2 separate regions of the Sus scrofa genome follow, and region 2 is linked to region 1. The links are chromatin contacts, called in public promoter capture Hi-C maps. All regions are on one chromosome and are shown on one strand. Each heading gives the region's core, a stretch centred on a gene start, on an enhancer-like site or on the middle of the called end of the contact. The rest is flanking DNA. Distances are from core to core; before and after follow the strand shown. Region 1 holds the start of TRA2A (transformer 2 alpha homolog). Region 2 holds the start of MALSU1 (mitochondrial assembly of ribosomal large subunit protein 1).

The links. Promoter capture Hi-C pulls out the DNA fragments that hold promoters and counts their contacts.
Region 2: a promoter capture Hi-C map of fetal liver shows a contact between it and region 1, with 2.4 times the contacts expected there. The contact joins the promoter of MALSU1 here to the promoter of TRA2A in region 1. A contact is called at or near these places in 2 of 5 promoter capture datasets (fetal liver and liver), 1 of 47 Hi-C or Micro-C datasets (alveolar macrophages) and 2 of 2 datasets of contacts at active chromatin or transcription factors (alveolar macrophages and skeletal muscle).

Annotation. Positions count from the first base shown.
Region 1 is chr9:92,321,521-92,327,885 of Sscrofa11.1, reverse strand. TRA2A (transformer 2 alpha homolog) reads left to right here and starts at 4,301. Exons shown (of 8, transcript NM_001077223.1): 1 at 4,301-4,336. The coding sequence starts at 4,301.
Region 2 is chr9:92,085,140-92,091,509 of Sscrofa11.1, reverse strand. It overlaps MALSU1 (mitochondrial assembly of ribosomal large subunit protein 1), which reads right to left and starts at 3,101. Exons shown (of 4, transcript XM_021063453.1): 1 at 2,819-3,101; 2 at 1,426-1,604. The coding sequence starts at 3,074.

The sequences.
Region 1 (6,365 bases), core at 3,052-5,551:
AATCAGAGCTGTAGCTGCCGGCTTATGCCAGAGCCATAGCAACTCGGAATCCCAGCCATGTCTGCAACCTACACCATAGCTCGCAGCAACCCCGGATCCTTAACCCACTGATCGAGGCCAGGGATCAAACCCTCAACCTCATAGTTCCTAGTTGGATTCATTAACCACTGAGCCACGAAGGGAACTCTTTAAACAAATTCTTTATGTGACACATCTGGGGCAATTTGAACAGCACATGATAGCAGTGGATTACAACACATAGATAAAACAAATATCCATGAGCCCATACTGATAAAAATAAATAATTGAATAAATAAATTGAATGAATGAATAATGGGAGGGGAAAGAAAGCTTTTCCTTAAAGGAGAATTCCAATCAATAATGTTGAGTAGGAGTTCCCGCTGTGGTTCAGTGGTTAACAAATCTGACTAGGAACCATGAGGTTGGGTTGGACCTCTGGCCTCACTCAGTGCGTTAAGGATCCGGCATTCCGTGAGCTGTGGTGTAGGTTGCAGACGCAGCTTGGATCTGGTGGTGCTGTGGCTGTGGTGTAGGCTGGTGGCTACAGCTCCAATTGGACCCCTAGTCTGGGAACCTTCATGTGCCACAGGTGCAGCCCCAGAAAAAGACAAAAAAAAAAAAAAGACACACACGCAAAAATAAATAAATAAAAATAAACGTTGAGTGAACGGTGGAAACAGAAAACTATTTGACAAATAGTATCAATACTTGTTGGCAAGAAAATATTATGAGAAGCAGGATATTTACAGAGTCTCAAAAACAAAAACAAATCTCCCCACAAGACAGTCTTTTTCATTACAGAGAGAGAGAATTTTACAGTGGAGAAATCCACCAAATGCTACTTGATAGAAAGTGATTGAGGTTAACATCACTAGTAATGAGACATATTGACATCACGTACCTTCTTCATATACCATGCGTTAAGATGAATGCAACATCACTTCTGTGATCCTTGCCAGTATGCATAACTTTAATCAGGAGAAAAAAACATCAGACCAATCTGAGGTATATCTACAAAACATCTAGCCAGTATTCGAAATATTCAAGGTCATAAAAGACAATGACTGAAGATGAAAGACAAAGACTGAGAAATTATCCAGATTAAAGGCAGATGACAATTAAATGCAATGTGTAATCCTGGACTAGATCCTAGCCCAGGAAGGGTTATTAGAGGGATGATTGATGAAATTTGAACAAAGTCTGCAGATTAGTTAATAGTATGTCAATTTCCCATCTTGATGATAATACCCATGGTTAAGTAAGACTTTAACACTTGGAGAAGCTTAGTGAAAAGAATTACCTTTTTTTTTTTTTTTTTTTTTTTCTTTTGGCCACAGTGTGCAGAGACTTGATATGCGATCTCAGTTCCCAGACCAGGGACTGAACTCAGTCCGCATTGGCAAAACCACTGAGACCTAACCACTCACAAGACGACCAGGGCTCTCCCTGAAGAGAACTCTGTGTGCTACTTTTACAACTTTTTTTTTTATGAGATCGAAATTATTTCAAAATGAGTAGATAAAAACAGAACTTGTCCATTCAAATAATAATCCTTTAAAATACTGTCTCTGAGATTATATTTATTTTAAAACTGTAAAAAAGTTTACTTTTCTTCTTCTGAAAGTGCTTTCCATATGAGTTTAATATAACACAAGAAAAGTAGTTTCTTGCAATATATTTTTTTAAAAGCTATCATGGAAAATTTCAAACACACAAAAGAGTTAAGAGGATAACCCTTTTGCTTCCATTATGGATAGTTATGTACTGATTACCCAATTTTAACACTTATATCTTCCCCATATTCACAATATTTATTTGAGTTTTCTTTTGGAATAATTTAAATTCTAGATATGTCATTTCATGGTAAAGATTTTTCTCTTTAATTATAGCCAGCACATTATCACACGAAATAATATTAATTCCTGAATATCATCAAATTCCCAGACTTAATGCAAATTTTGCTGTCTTAAAACAGTTGGTTTGAATCAAGACTATGAGGTACATATTATGTTTCTTACGACTCTTTAGTCTTTGATAGCCCACTTTCCCCTTACATTCTTGTTGTTAAATTTATTTAATTTGTTGGGGGAAATTAGGTTACTTGTCCTATGAAAACTGATTCATTATTGGTGTTTTGGTGGGGTTTTTTAAAAAACTTTTTTTTTTTTTTTTTTTTTTTTTAGGGCTTCACCCCTGGCATATGGAAATGCCCAGGCTAGAACAGCAGCCGCCAGCCTACACCACAGCCACCACAATGTGGATCCGTCTGCCACCCACACCAGAGCACACAGCAATTCGGAATCCTTAACCTGTTGAGCAAGGTCAGAGAGCAAACTCAAGTCCTTCTGGATACTAGTTGGTTTTGTTACTCTTGAGCTCCAACGGAAACTCCTAAACTTATTTTTCTATTCCCTACATTTCCTGTAAACTGTTGTTTGATCTAATGCTTAATTAGATCTGAGTATAGATCTGATATTCTAATGCTTAATTATATCTGAGTGATATTCAGTTTGGAGGAATTACGAATACTTACAGAAGGTGCTGTGTAGTTCTGATTATATCACATCAAGTATATCATGTATGATTATCTCATTTAATGGTGCTAAGATTTATTGGGAGGTTCAAATAGTATCTACCTGATTCCCTCATTATAAATTTCATCATCTTTTTAAAAGGTGGATGTTATAAATGTTTAGCTCTATTAATAGCAGACACAGTCAAATCTAGAAATCTTGCCCAATGGCAGTGATCTTCATGAAAATGTTCAATTACCTTTCCTAACATAGAACTGTGGTTGAAGGTTCACATCAACTTTTTCATCCCAAAGTGTTATGACGGTAGTTTCCTTGAGGCCTAGAGGATTAATGATCACTGGCTGTCACTGCAATGGCTCAGCTCACTGCTGTCGGAGGTTCCATTCCTGACCCAGGAATTTTCAAATGCATGGGTGAACAAAACAAAATACTATGGGAAAAAGGGAGTACTTAATGTGGCTCAGTGGATTAAGGATCCCACATTGTCTCTGTGCAGATGTGAGTTTGGTCCCTGGCTTCACTCGGTGGGTTAAGGATTCTGTCTAGGTAGCAGCTGCTGATGTTGCTGTTGCTGTGGAGTAACCTCAGCAGCAGCTCCAATTCCACCCCTGGCCTGGGAACTTCCATATACCACATGTTAAAAAATATATAAAAATATATATGGGAAAAAGATTTTTAAGAGGAAACATTTTAAAATTGCAAGATATGAATAAAGCTCAAAGTCACTTCAGAAATTACCATGATTGGGAACCAAGTGGTTAGATCTGACAGAGGTCTTAGCTATGCCGATATAAGGAAATATATAAGTCAAAAAATAGTAGTAGATAACTAAGCAATATTTAAAAAAATAAAATTGACAGTTTTCTCAGGAAGGCAGGGAGCAGAGAGGTAAAGAACTGTGACTTTTCATTATAATCCAATTTATGCATGTATCACTGTAATGGAATTATATAGGGCAAATGGTGAAGAAAAGAGTGTTGAAAAGATCCCAAATAAAAGCCTACTCATTATGCAGACGATTTCTTTTTTTTTTTTTTTTTGGTCTTCTTATCTTTCTAGGGCCAGACCCTCGGCATACGGAGGTTCCCAGGCTAGGGATCTAATCCGAGCTGTAACCCTCAGGCCTACGCCACAGCCACGGCCAAATCCGAGCGGCATCTGCGACAAACACCACGGCTCACCGCAACTCCGGATCCTTGACCCGCTAAGCAAGTCCACGGATCAAACCCGCAACCTCATGCTTCCTAGTCGGATTCGTTTCCACTGCGCTATGATGGGAACTCCCCTATTTTCTGATCCATCAGAATTCTCTTGGAAAATATATAAATGCGACAAGGTCAAAAAAAGTTCATCTGGTGACTTCAAAATCTTCAAAAGTACTGATGCGTTAGAAAGGAGTCTGAAGTTTAGATGTCTGGGGGGGTCCTCTGGTCCAACGCGCTAAGGGTCGGGGCTCCAGGGGCGGTATTGCTAGGCGGGTCCTCCGTAAAGCCTCTCTGGGGGCGGGGCCTCTTGACGTCACAGAGAAGCCCCGCCCCCTCACGTCGCGCACCGGGGAAGCCAGAAGGTTTCTGGCGGCGCGGGCGCCATTTTGCCGGAGCCTGCGACCGAGTGGGAGTGGAGTCGAGCGACGGCTGTTGCCGACTCTTTCCTCCTCCCCACAGTCGAGTCAGCGGGTTGATTAGTCCATCGGCCCTCAAGCCGAGACTTGTCTCTTACTTAGTTCTGGGGAGCGCCTGGCCGACATGAGTGATGTAGAGGAGAACAACTTCGAGGGCAGAGTGAGTACAAAGCCGCGGGAGCCGTCTTCGGCGGCGGCCCGATGCTCGGGGTTTCACGGGGACAAGCGCGGTCGGGCGTGGTTGCGGGGAGCCTTGTGGGGGCCCGCGGGGAGCAGCCTCTGGAGCCATCGCGGTCGCTTCCTCACATCCCAAGATGGCTTCTGGGTTCCACTCTTGCCCCAAACACCACGGCTAACCCCCTTACCCCGCTTTTTGGAGACTGACTGATAACCTGGACTCCTGTGTCCGATTTCCCCCCGCGGTGCGTTCTCCCATTTCCCCACCCCGAGGCTTCCTTATCTCTGTTCCGAGATGTGGGTCCCCGTCGCGGTGGGGCGGGAGGAGACGGCAGGGAGTTCCCCTCCGACCGGATAGTGGTAGGTGCTTCCTGCGGTGGCATTGCTGGCGACCCCGAGCATCGTAGAGGGTCTCGGGATCGAAAGTGCGCGGGGCTGCTGTCCGGGCGGGGAGAAGCTGGCGTGGGACTAGCTGGGGCCTGTGTCTCCTTGGCTCTCTATTGCAGTGAGCGGCCGCGTCTCTGTTGGAACCGGCGGCGTTGCGTCTATAAAGGCGAAAGCCTTGAGGTTGAAGGTGGGACGAGCCTAATGAAGTGGTTAGTCAACGACCGCACCGACCCTTAAGCGTTCTTAAGACGAGAGCTGTGAGGGGAAAACTACGCAAGGAGCCCTTTTTCCCTTAATGTCCCTTCTGCTTTCCTTTCACTGCACAATGAATGTGAAAATGCTATAATGCCTTTTCTGATTCCTTGATGTTGGGTTTTTTCTTCTTTCTCTATATCTCAACTTCAAATGCTTTTTCTTCCTATGACCTTTCGTCTAAACACTGACCACTACTTGACAGGTTTTGACGGTAAAAAGCAAAAGAGGGAATCTTTTGTCTTAATCTTACATAACCGAACAAATTTCATGGCTCAGTATTTTTGCAATAGTGTATGCTATCCTCTCAGCTCAAAAGGATACCTTCAAAGTACAGACCCTCTCCCATTTCCCTTCTCAGCCCATCCTCCAGCAAAGAGGGATCAAAGTTTTTCATTATTTTGGGTCGGTAAATATAAACATCACAAAGATAGGTTATCTTCAGCTTAAATGTACTGAACATTTAGCGATGATTGGGTTAAATTTCCGAAGTAACTTTCTTAGTGAAAATTGATGGAAGTGAATTAGTGTAAGACTCGGAAAAGAAAGTCCTCAGGCAGCATTTTTCTGCTCTTGTGTTGGTATTCTGGTTACTAGGGGAAACGCAAAAAGAAAGAAAGAAAACAAAAAACACTTAAGGTGTGTGGATGGAATGAGTTTTGTCTTTTTTTAGAAACTCATAAGATAAGCATCTGGAACCAGACAGTTAAATCAGAGGGTCGATTTAGGCTTTTGTTCTTTTTGAGATTGGAAACCAAAAAAAGTTATCTTTAATGCCTTTAAGATTGGGTTTCTCTAGGTCATATTTCTGGGTCATAGATAGAAAGGAATAGTTGAGCTTACTGAATTTTTTAGAATGGGTGGTATTGATTATCCCAACAAAACTTTTTAAAAATCACGTAATGATATTTGGGGATAGTTGTGAGCTGCTTCTTGTTTTGAAAATGTTAGGTGGCTATGGAAGAAATTTTGCTGCCTCTTAAATTAACTTCACTATAATCTCGAGAAGTTGGTATTTGTTTTGGTTTGTGGAGAAGTGAAGAGGACTACTATCTGAGACCTTGTTTTCCTTTATTTTTTTAAAATTTTATTTAGTCATCAGGTTAAGGAAGGAGCAAGTTCTTGATGATTGTTACCTTACCCATCCAAGAAAGTAATACATGTAAGGTTCCCACCCAATTTTAACCTAAAATGCATGGCACTTAATTTCTTTTAATAGAGAAAAAGTTTTTGCCTTCTTTTTCCTCCCCTTTTACAACGTTTGTGGTTATAGAAAAAATTTTTCCCCACACGTGATACCCAGGTATGAAATGAACCAAATTGAGTAATGAATAGGTTCACCTGTTACTTATATTACTTTTTTGTAGGTTGAG
Region 2 (6,370 bases), core at 1,852-4,351, 240 kb after region 1:
AAATATTCAGCCTTAAAAAGAAGATACATGATGAATCTTGAAAACATTATGCTAAGTGAAATACGCCCGCCACATAGGGACAAATAGCGTATGATTCCACTCATGGAGGTCCTTAGCATAGTCAAATTCTTAGAGACAGAAAGCAGAATGAAAAACATTCTGGAGATGGATGGTAGCAATGGTTGCACAACAGTGTGAATGTAACTAAGGCCACTTAACTGTACACCTAAAATGGTTACAATGTTAAATTTTATGTTATATATATTTTACCACAGAAAATACTAAAAAATCTTTCCTGACCTTGCATTTTCCCCCTTCTCATCTAAAGTTTTTGAAAAAGTAATTTCTATTTCCTTCCCTCTTGCTGTTCCACAGAAACTTCTCTGAAAAACCTCTCATTCTTTTTTTAAAACCCCACGTCCAATGATCACTTGTAAGTCTTCATCTTACTCTGTCCTACTATTACACTTGACAGAGACCCTGTGATACTGTCTTCTAACTTCTCCATGCCTTCTAAGTTCCCTTTGTCTCTCCAACCAGCCCTCTTTCTTTTGAATCTTCCTTTGTTCTTCTATGCTGTATCAGAATTTTGTTCTCAAACCCCTTATTCTACCACCCTTCTCTAGGCAATCCCACCTGTTCTTTTGTCTTAACTGCCCCTCTCTGGTCAATTTTCAAAAAAGAAAATTGGTGAAAGAAGTATGTTACCCTCTAGAGTGGCATCAGAATCAGCTTCCAAGTACATTTTCTTCCTCATTCTTATTCCTATCTCATCTAGTTGGAAAATGAACTGCTTTCTCCCTCCTTCAGTAGATGTGTGAATTCAGAGAGCAACTAAATCTTTTCTATTTCTGTCTTCTCAATACCCAGCACAGTGCTTGGGAACACTGGACATGTGCAAACATTTGAGCTAAACTCTAGGCCAGCACTATCCAATAGAACTTTCTGCAACTATGGAAATGTTTTATATGTGTGCTGTCCAGTATGGTGGTCATTAGCCACATATGGCCACCATGCTCCTGAAATGTGGCTAGTACAACCGAAGAACTGAATTTTAAATTTTAATTTATATAATTAAATAGCCGCATGGGGCTAGTGGGTGCCACACTGGACAGTTCTGCTCTAGATTTCCCTCTGGGTTATTTATACTGTCTTCTGGTCTGCCTCCAGTTATTTTTTCACTATTTTTTTCCTTGGGGCCATGAAAGACAAGAACTTGAAATATCCTGACTCACTAAAGATGGATATTCATTCCTCTAATTTTCACTATCAAAGAGCATAAAACACTTGTGCAAATTCTGGAAATCTGGGAATTTTTATATAACCTCATGTGACAGGTTTAGTTTTTAAGTGTTTCTCTTCAGCCTGATGCAATAACACTATTCCATTAAGTTAATGGTTCCAAAAAAAAAGAAAGCATCCTACCATTTTCACAATGTAGTGGGCCATGGCATGTAAGTGCCGAGTGGAAGTTCCGCTACAGATCACAAAGTAATCAGTATATTTCATTTCTGGAGGAACCTTGATCACACAAATGTCTCTTGCATTTTCTTGCCTCAGAAGTGAAACCAGCATATCGATGTCAAACTTGGGACCAGTATGATCTGAAATGCACAAAGATTTGCTTGTGTCAGGTGGCCAAGACAGAAACTAAATGCATCCAGAGGTGCAGGCAGCTCACAGGGAAACTGCTCCTCTTTGAGGATGTCTGGGTCTTATATGTTTTGAAAAACAGCAGGGTCCAGGCCTCCTAGAAGCTGAACCTGGGCTATGGTCTCCTGTAATACCCCTCAACTTTCATGGGAAGGGTGCTCAGGTCAGACAGCCACCACACATCCTTTCCTATTAGCACATGCAAATAGAACTATTAGCAACAACAGCTTTCCGTTCTAGTGCTTGATGAAATGAGGTATACAGTTCAAGCAGAGAACTGCTATACAAAGAGAGAAAAACAGGAGCACAATTTGGGGAGGTGGTAGTATCTTGGGGCATCTTAAATTGAATCTCAGCCATAAAGGGTCACAGAACTAGAACTGTGAACAGGAAGGGCTCTTAGGTAGTAGTATCTGGTCCATAACCTTCATTTGAGAGAGAAACTGAGACCTAGCAGAGTACGTTTGTGGCCCCAAATCCATCAATGATCAGAGAGTTAAAATTTTAAGAACAATTCTCATTTTCAACTCTTAAGTTTTTCTTACAATGCCATTTGGGTTATGTAACAACTGATACGGTGAAAACCTTTTTTTTTTTTTTTTTTCTTTTTCTGTAGAGATTTAGATATTCTGTTTTTCACCTTGGAGAATTAGAGCCTGTGGATTTATAGCTCTCTTAAATTCTAAAGCTGACTCCCAAAGACCTAGGGGCTAAGTCCACCAAGATCTCTCCCTCTCATACTCTGGTCTTTCACAGATGTGATACGTTTACCATCTCTCAAGTTTCTAAAAACTTCTAATAATTACAGGATCTTAAATTAGCTCCATCTTAGCGCTTCTTACGCACCCCTCAGCCTCTAGCCCCTAGCTCTTCCTAAAAATCCTCACGCCCCAATACTCTCGACAAGTCCATTTCTCAGAACCCTAGGAAGGATGTAAAGGGGGATGAGAACAGCTACGTTGTGTGGCCAAGGGTCCGGGGGCGCCTGGGGTTTGCGAGACTTCAGTTCACCTCTTGGCCTCACTGCAAAATGCAAAGGTGGCGCCGACAACCTTTGTAGTCCCTTCCAGCTCTGCTCTGTAGTTTTGTGACCCAAAAGAAACGCATAAAGAGGGAAACCAGAGCCTCCTCGCCTGGAACACGGCTCCCTCCTCCTAGCCCGTACCTGCAGGGCCTGACTCCGGGCGCCCCTCGCCGGCTGTCCCCTGGATTCGCTCCTCCAGGCCCGGCACCCCGTGCAGGCCACGCTTGCGGCCAGGGGCCGAGCAGGCATGGCCGAGCGCTGGTCTCGCCGGAAGCTGTCCCACCGCCAGCTGCTGAAACCGGGGCCCCACGCTAACCGCAGGCCAGGCTCCAGGGTAAAGGGCCCGGCGCCAGAGAAGCGACCCGACCCGCCGCGCCAAGCTGCCGCCGGGCCACATCGCCGTCAAAGTGCGTCGACTCACCAGGCGGGGCTTAAGGGGGCTCTAGCGGGTCTGTGGCTTTCGATTGGCCAGGTCAGTGAGCCAGGGCCGGGAAAATAGACGTCATGAGCGTGGGTGTGGCCAGTGCCAGAAGGTGGGGCAGTGGGCGGAGTATGAAACCCAAGCGGGCGGAGGTCAGAGACCCGGAAGAATTTACTTAAGATTCGGTTTCTCAGGAGTCAAGAGACTCGTATTTCACTACTCACCTTACTTTGCCCTGCACAATAATGATGCACTGTGTCGTCCTTGTATTGTTTGTTTTTGTTGTTTTTTTTGACATCTCCGTTCATTAGAATGTAAACTGCGTGAAAGGAGAAATTTTTATTTTGTTTTTAACTGTTCGCTCACAGCGCGTAAAGCTTAAAGTACAGAAATTGCTGCTCTTGGTTAGTAAGGAATTAGGATTACCCCATTACCAAAAATGTTACCGAGATTCCCTTGCAAATTTGAAAGTCCATGAGGAAAATCAATTATTTTTGGCTACGATTGGGTAGGAGGCAGAGGTGTAAAAGACCATTTGGAAAACGTTCTAAGTAAGTCAGCCCTTCAGGTACACTCCCCGAAAGGAATTATGGCAATGAACTGCACTGTGGGGCCCACCTCGGTGAGAATAAGGAATACTGAGTTGCCCTTACAGTATTGAATCATAGGAGTTGAGAGGTGAAAGAGACCCAGGAAGGAAGAGTCACTGGCCTCGGGGCAAAATGGAACCACCTATTTCTAAAGTCCAGCTGGATCACTCCTGAAAGGAAGAGGCAAGTAGAAGGCAAATATCTCAAATGCCTAGAACAGTTCCAAGCACATAGTGGGTATTCCAGAGGCTTGATACATTATTTCTTTTAAAGAAATAATTCCAAGCATTACTTTTTAAAATTAAAAACTACAGAAACTAATATAAGCAACTGTGTGCACCACCACAAATATTGACAGTTGTCTCAAGTTATTTTTGAAAACAGGAAGAATAAAGTGCTAGAAAGTTGTTTCATCCTCTTTACTTCCATTTCCCCATAGGCATGGGTATGAACATGCTTCCCCCAGCATTTGCATTAGGTGTGTTTCCACTCTTTTATCTGAGCATCCCAAACCTGCTTTACCACTTGTATTTGCTGTCTCGTTTAATGGGTCATTGTCCCCCAAATTCACTGCATAATTTCCCTGAAACAACTATTCCATCATCAAATGCTGCTTATGCTACCTCTGAAATATTTTTTGAATCCAACTTATTGTCTTCATTCCCACTAACCTTCTTGGTCTGAGCCCTCAGTAGCGGTTGGCTAATTGCTGAGATAGCCTCCCACCTGTCTCTATTGTCACCAATCCATCTTTACTCTTTCTATCCTCCATGCTGACAGCTAGAATTATTTTAGCCTTATCTGCTTTTTGCTGTTTTCCAAACACACCATAACCTTTCTATGCTGAGCTTTGCACATAATATTCCACTTCATTTTTTTCTAGAATGCCCTTCTTCCATCTTTACACCTGACAAACTTAGACTCACTCTGTAAGACCTACCTTAAACATGAAGATATGTCCCCTGACTCTCTCGGGTGGTCCTTCAGAAACACTTCATCCCTTTGTTCATAAATGTCTTTACCACATTTACCATGTTTGAAAGGATGAGAACCTACGGGAAAAGACTTAGATTTATTTCCAGCTCTTCTGTTTACTAGCAGTGTACAATTAAAGTTACTTAATCTTCCTGAGACTTTAAGAGCTTCCTACCTGTAAAATGGGAATTATAATGTTTTCTTATAGAGTTGTCTTGAAACATGAAATAAAATAATAAATATAGGAGTTCTCACTGTTGCACAGTGGGTTAAGGATCCAACATTGTGCCAGCTGTGGCATAGGTGGTGGCTGTAGCTTGGATTTGATCCCTGTCCTGGGGACTTCCATATGCTGAAGGAGTGGTTGAAAAAGAAAAAAAGAAAAATACAAATTACACACCACAGTGCTTTGTGTGTAGTAATCATATGGAAATTGGTATATCGTTTGTTTATAAATAGGCATCATGAGGAGGGAAATGCCTTGAACCCACAATTCTGATAAAGCCTAGCCAAAAAAAAAAAAAAAAGATAGACCACCAAGAACAAACATATGTTCAAAGTTAGACTCAGGAACTTGCTGCAGAGGGAGACTGCAGACTGTGGGGGACAAAGAAGCATCCCAGAGGGAGTAGGAGGGACTTTGGATAGGTCTTCCGCTTCTGCAGCATATGGAAGTTCCTAGGCTTGAGTTAGAATGGAGCTGCAGCTGCAGGCCTACAGCACAGCCATAGAAACATGGGATCCGAGCCCTCTCTATGATCCACACCAGAGCTCCCAGCAACACTGGATCTTTAATCCACTGAGCGAGGTCAGGAATTGAACCTATGTCCTCATGGATACTAGTCAGATTCGTTTTCACTGAGCCACAACAGGAACCCCAGAGGTTCTGCTTCTGCAGAATGGGTCTAAGGAGAGCCCAGAGGAAGTGGTGACAGCTCTGGATTAGATGCTGGCCTGAAGCAGGGACAGTTTAACAATTGCATATCTCATTACACTTTATTCAGGAGGTTGATCTTTGTCCAACTCTGGGACAAAATGTGTCACAGTCTGGGGAACACCTGGAAGTAAAAAGCTATTGATTTCTCACAGGGTTGATGCCCTCACCATGGCATTCACCTCACCTGGAATGTCACCCCACAGTCCCTTCAAAGTGCATAGCTTTAGGGGTTGTCATTCCCTCAAGTCCAATCTGAAAGGGGTCCCCTGAAGTTGGACTATGTAGGGCTCTGTACCCATTCTCCTCTTCTTCCTCAAGACCCAGGTCTGTTGAAATATTACCTCTTTTCAGAGCCTTCTCCAACTCCTACAGAATTGCTGATGAAACCCCACAGCATTTTGGACTTTCAAATACAAATATATAATACTGGTGACATTTACTCTAATCATCATCTCTCCTTCTGTCTGGAAGCTCCTGGGAAGCAGAGACAACACACCTTTCCCTCCCCCACCCTAGCCCAGCACCTGGCACTGGAATGTTGGTTGGTTTAAACCTTGGTGATGGAGTTCCCTTTGTGGCTCAGTGGTAACAAACCTAACTAGTATCCATGAAGTTGCGGGTTCCATCCCTGGCCCCGCTCAGAGGGTTAAGGAGCCGGCATTTCCTTGAGCTGTGGTGTAGGTCGCAGACGTGGCTTGCATCTGGCATTGCCATGGCTGTGGCTCCAATTTGACCCCTAGCCTGGGAACTTCCGGATGCCAACAGGTGCA